Regions from separate parts of the Sus scrofa genome. Here region 1 is linked to region 2. Evidence: chromatin contacts called from public HiChIP or PLAC-seq data. All regions are on one chromosome and are shown on one strand. The core of a region is the stretch at or near the end of the contact, and the rest is flanking DNA. Distances in the headings are between cores, read along the strand shown.

Region 1 (2,700 bases), core at 73-2,572, 69 kb before region 2:
ATTGGAAGGCCCCTAGATTGACCCCGGAAGGGAGGGAGGGGGGCCGTAGGGTTTGGGATTTGGTAGCGTTTCTTGTGTATGCCTCCAGGCAATCTCTAGGCTAAGGACGGGGTGGCAGCACCCCTGCGTATATGATTAAGTCTGTAGGACCAGCCCTTCCGTTTGAGTCAACGCAGACATTACTCACTGGGGCACCATGGATTCTTGAGCTGTCTCCCCTGATCATTGCAGTTGAAAGGTGGTAGATCTGGCCACCTTCCCCTAAAGTCAAGAGTCTAATGCCTGCTTTGCCTGTGACCTGCTGCAGACTCATCCTCGGAGAGGAATTTTTCCTCCTTGGTCGTGCATGTCGGCTTCCCCAGCGGTTGCGCTTCATAGAAACCATTACTCTTTGCAGCCTCCTAGCCTCGGCGGGGGAGCTGAGACGTTGGGAAGTGGTATTCCTGGGCTTTGGAGTCAGGCTGGGGTTTGACTTCCAACATTGCCAGTTACAGGGCAAGAAGCTGCTTTGCTGTGTTTTGCCTCGGTTTACTCATCCGTAAGACGGGCGTGATAATGTCTGCCCCGTGCGATTGTCCTCAGGCTTGACTTGTGTGTGTGAGCTTTTAGTGAGTTCTCTTTAGGGTGTGAGACGGCGAATATGTGCTCAGTCCCGAGTCTTGGTTTTATTATCCTACCGGCCCCCGTGTTCCGCCTCCCACACCCCATGAGCCTTTGAGTGCTGATTAGGAAAAAGTAAAGTTACAGCATGACTCACCTAAGACCAGAGGAGGAAATGGCCCTTGACCATTGCTGGCGTGTGAGCCATCCACTCGTAACTTCTCACCGTTGTGGTGAGGCCTTTGAACTGTTGAAATCGCCCAGGCCTGTGTAACATTGGCATTTCCTTGCTCTCGCCGCAGTGAATGGCCAAGGGCCAGCTGGCCTTCTTCGGGCCTGGTCTTTAGCACGGCTGGGGTTGCCTGTGCAGTGCAGGTGACAGAATTTCCACGCCAGGGAGGACTCACCCAGCCCCAGGCTGGGATCTGTGAGTCTGTCGGTGGTGATGTGATCTGAGCATCAGACAGGAGGGCAGGCTGCGGAAGCGGCTCTGTTGTCCGGACTGAGAGAAATCCAAGGCAAGTCGTTCGTCTTGCCACCTTCCGAAGGCCTGGCTCCGTCCCGAGCCAAACACCCCTGGGAGGAATGTAATTGCTGGAAGTCGAGATCTCCTGCAAAGGGAAGACTGACCATTATTCTCCCTCTGACCACTCCCCCACCCACCCCACCCCCGGCTCCACCGCAGCTGCCAGCGGGGCCTTGACGGCACTTGCTCCCAGAAGCCCCCGCCCCTGCACGGTTCTGCGTCCGAGAAGGAGCCGCTGCGTGCCCAGTCCACCCGCCCATCAGCCGTACAAGCCCCAACATACTTCCTTCCCTTCAGGTCCAGATGCCACGGATTGCTAACCAAGGCGTGGCTGGAGCCTCCTTCCCCCGTTGGGATTTATCTTTTTGAAATGGGTGATGCAGAAGGCGAGCTCCCGTCCTTAGGGATCTGGCACGTCTCACCTTCGTTCTGTGGTTTTAATCCATGTCCTTTGCGACGCAGCTGAGTGATTTCTGGGTTTGACAGGCTTTTCCTTATGTGTATTCTTAACTCTGGAGTTAGGTGGGTTTTCCCCGAGCAGGGCCGTGGAGGTCCTGGCCTGCCCTCTGGCCCTGTAGCTGGTCGCTCCTCTTCCTACCAGTGTGTACATGAGAACTGGTCAGTACTTCCTCGCTCCGGGCTTCCTGCTGACTCCCTTCCATTCGCCCCGATGTTTGTTAATCTAACGCTGCAGCTTGGCACCTGCCTCCCAGGCAGGGTCATGCTTTTGTCACTTGGTGGCCTGTTGCCATGTGCCTCGTGGACTTTGCTGTCCTCCTCGGCCTCACAAAGCTGCCTCCTTCGCCCTCGTCGGGCTCCAAGCTCCCGCTCCCCACCCTCATCACAACTCAAAGTGTAGAGACACTGGGTTTGTGGAAAACCTTTCAGAAAGACGCTCAGCCTGGCCCCAGCCCTGAGCCCGGCCCAGGTCCTTGATGTGAGCGACCTCCGTGCCCAGACAAGCCCTCCCCCCGCTGACACCCCCCCACACCCGCCCCGAAGTCCCTCTCCGAACATCTGCTCCAGCTTTCAAGAAACTCAGCATCTCCGCGTGTCTGGAATAACATCTGAGGCTACACTCGACATAGTCCGATAACAAAGTCTCCCCTTGGGAAGCGGCTCGGGCCAGAGCCTTGGCTCCACGTGGCGTCTGGCTGGTTCCACGTGACGGCGTCGGCGCCGTGCTGAGCATGTGGGCATCGCTGGCGACAGAATTTCCAGAAACAGAAAGAGGCGGTTCCTGTCCCCCTCCCGCCTTTGCTTCGGTCGACAAGGCCGGTTCTAGAGCTGGTTTCATTTGTCTTGGCAGCCGCCTGTTTAACCCTTTCCTGTAGAAAGCGTCCCTGTGCGGGGAGCCAAGCCTTCCTGGCAGTGAGCTGAGCGTGGAGGCGAGTCCATTGCATCCGAAGTGGCCCCACCAACTTCCGCCCATTTTTCTGATAAGTTGCGTGTTTCCATCCCTGGCCAGCAGCCTGCCGTGGCAGTGGCCCAATCCTGACCAACAGGATACAACTGAAGGAAACGTGCTGGTGGCGGCTTGCTCCGGGCTCTTCTGGTGTGTGGGTAAAACAACC
Region 2 (2,700 bases), core at 188-2,687:
GTGCAGGTCACAGACGCGGCTCGGATCCTGCGTTGCTGTGGCTGTGGGGTAGGCCGGCAGCTGTAGCTCCAATTCGACCCCTAGCCTGGGAACCTCCATATGCCTCGGGTGCGGCCCTAAAAAGACAAAACACCAAAAAAACCCAGATGAAGGCATAAAGACGATGTGGTACCTGCATACCAGTACTACTCAGCCACAAAAAGAATGCGATAACGCCATGTGCAGCCACGCGGATGGACCCAGAGGTGATCACTAAGTGAAGTCAGAAAGAAAGGCAAATGTCATGTGATAGCAGCCGCATATGGAATCTAAACCACGACAACAATGAACTTATCTACACCACAGAAACAGACTCACAGACAGACGGACTTGTGGGTGCCAAGGGGGTGGGGGGTGGGAGAGGGAGCGGCTGGGAGTTGGGAGTCAGCAGATGTGAGCTCTTCTACGTGGAGGGGGCAAACCGCACGGGCCTGCTGTGGCGCAGGGAGAACTAGAGTCACGATCCTGGGATAAAGCAGACGGAGAAGAAGAAAAGGAACGTATGTGCGTGTAACACAAACACTGCTGCACCCCAGAAACGAAGCCGACGTTGGAAATCAACGACACGTCAACAAGATAAAGGGGACACTCGCAGCATCCGGGCCGCAGGGAGGACCCGAGCGGGCACACGTAGAGCTCCCAGCAAGGTGCCTGGCACACAGTGGGTGCGCCATAAGCAGCAGTTTGAGCCCCACACTGGATGCTTCCTCAGCTTCCAAGGGGGACACAATGCTGCCTTCGAGAGTCCAAGACAGGGCGTTCCCACGGGGGCTCAGTGGAAACGAATCTCACTGGTATCCATGAGGATGCAGGTTCGCTCCCTGGCCTCGCTTAGTGGGTTAAGGATCCGGCATTGCCCTGAGCTGTGGTATAGCTCACAGTCATGGCTCAGATCTGGCATTGCTGTGGCTGTGGTGTAGGGCAGTGGCTACAGCTCCAGTTCGATCCCTAGCCTGGGAACCTCCATATGCCGTGGGTATGGCCCTAAGAAGACAAAAGACAAAAAAAAAAGAGTCCAAGACAGAACAGGAGGGAAAAGTCCTGCTGGTGCTCTTGCTGGACTAACGATGGTGTGTGCGAGGGCCAGGGCTCCAGAGTTGGGGTACAGACCAGGTCTGCCTGGGGCACCCCAAGAAACTGGCGGGCTGTCCTACTGGATAACACTGAAGGGGGCAGAGCAAGCTGAGTGCCGTCAAGACTGTCACAACTTCATTCCAGGTGCCAGAGAGATTCCAGGGAAGGCCCAGAGCTGAGCTCTAGCTGATGAAAGTGAAAGTGGGGGCGCTGGGGGACAGGGAGGAACAGGTGCCAGGGGCCCAGCTGTTAAACAGCCAGAAACCACGAGGGCCCTGAGGGAGGAGGAAGAGGCGGGGAAGAGGTCAGAGGCCAGAGCAGGAAGGGGACAGGGAGCTCTCGGAGGTGACGCTGAAGTTTCAGCAGGAGTGAAGCAATAACAGACGAGGGGAAGTCAGGAGGAGGCAGCCGGGGAAGAAGAGGAGTCCGCAGGGGGGCCGGGACCCTAGTGGAAATGGGGGGCCGTGGTCCCCTCTGAGTCCTCCCGGGAGCAGCGGTGGCTGGTGCCCCGTGCTGGGGACAAAGCCTGGAGCAGGTCTGGGCAGAGTAGCAGGACTGGGAGCAAGCAGACCAGGCACTGAGGAGGCGGGGGGTCGGGGGGACCCCCGGGGAGCTGTCACAGAGGGCGGCCTGGGGGACAGGGTACTGAGGGATGCGGAGGAATGAGAAGGCGGGGGCTGCGCGGGGCTGGGACGGAGACTCCGTTTTAGGTTAGAAAACTGGGCCTGTTTCAAAGCAGGAGAGAAGCCAGGCAGAGGACAGAAAGGAAGGCAGAGGGGAGCCCGTTCCCCAGGTCGAGGGGGATCCCGGGGTGGGAGGGAAGGGCGGCAAAAGCGCTTGAGGGTGAAGACCTCGGCCAAGGTCACCTGCACAGAGCAGGCGGGGCGGGTCCGAAGGCGACAGCTGACCAAGAAGTTCACCAAGAAGATGGTCCCTGAAATGGGCATCCCCACAGGGCCAGGAGGGCACAACTGCCAACGCCAGCAGCAGGGCCCTGCGTGCGGTTAGGGGTATGGGCTTTGGAGCTGATGTGCCGGGGTTCAAGGCTCAGCACTGCCACTCCCTGAACATTCCACATGCAAAAAAAAACGGGCCTAAGAATATCTGCTCCCTCCATAGAGTTGTGGGAGAATTACATGAGTTAATATTTATCTGACCTTTAAACTGTTAAATAGACTAACTTCCTAGCCACGTATATCAGGAACGTTCAAAATACATGTTATCTTTTAACTCTGTGGTCCTAGTCCTAAGAATCGAATCCTCAGAAAGTAGCGAGAAAACGCCAAGAAAGACCAGTGTATAAAAATATGCATCAGTGTCAGGTGTGATTATCAAAAAATAGTTAAATAAATTACAGTGTACTGGAGTTCCTGTCGTGGCTCAGTGGTTAACGAACCCAACTCGTATCCACGAGGAGGTGGGTTCAATCCCTGGCCTTGCTCAGTGGGTTAAAGATCCGGCGCTGCCATGAGCTGCAGCGTAGGTCTCAGATGTGGCTCGGATCCGGCGTTGCTGTGGCTGTGGTGTAGGCTGGCAGCTGTAGCTCGGCTTCGACCCCTAGCCTGGGAACCTCCATATGCCGCAGGT

The links. HiChIP or PLAC-seq counts read pairs in DNA pulled down with a chosen protein or histone mark.
Region 1: an H3K27ac HiChIP or PLAC-seq map of alveolar macrophages shows a contact between it and region 2. The contact joins two enhancer-like sites. A contact is called at or near these places in 2 of 5 promoter capture datasets (fetal liver and skeletal muscle), 4 of 47 Hi-C or Micro-C datasets (alveolar macrophages, embryonic fibroblasts, psoas muscle and 1 more) and 2 of 2 datasets of contacts at active chromatin or transcription factors (alveolar macrophages and skeletal muscle).

What each region holds. Positions count from the first base shown.
Region 1 is chr12:5,714,778-5,717,477 of Sscrofa11.1, reverse strand. The region is part of intron 3 of SAP30BP (SAP30-binding protein); the gene reads left to right. Among named protein-coding and RNA genes, the nearest start is that of SAP30BP, 16 kb to the left of the region's middle. Within about 2 kb of position 1,322, at least 35 of the 83 cell types and tissues checked have an H3K27ac peak or open chromatin away from gene starts, as enhancers often do. A contact at or near this core is called in alveolar macrophages, where this site is marked.
Region 2 is chr12:5,645,473-5,648,172 of Sscrofa11.1, reverse strand. The region is part of intron 5 of GALK1 (galactokinase); the gene reads right to left. Among named protein-coding and RNA genes, the nearest start is that of GALK1, 4.8 kb to the right of the region's middle. Within about 2 kb of position 1,437, at least 14 of the 83 cell types and tissues checked have an H3K27ac peak or open chromatin away from gene starts, as enhancers often do. A contact at or near this core is called in alveolar macrophages, where this site is marked.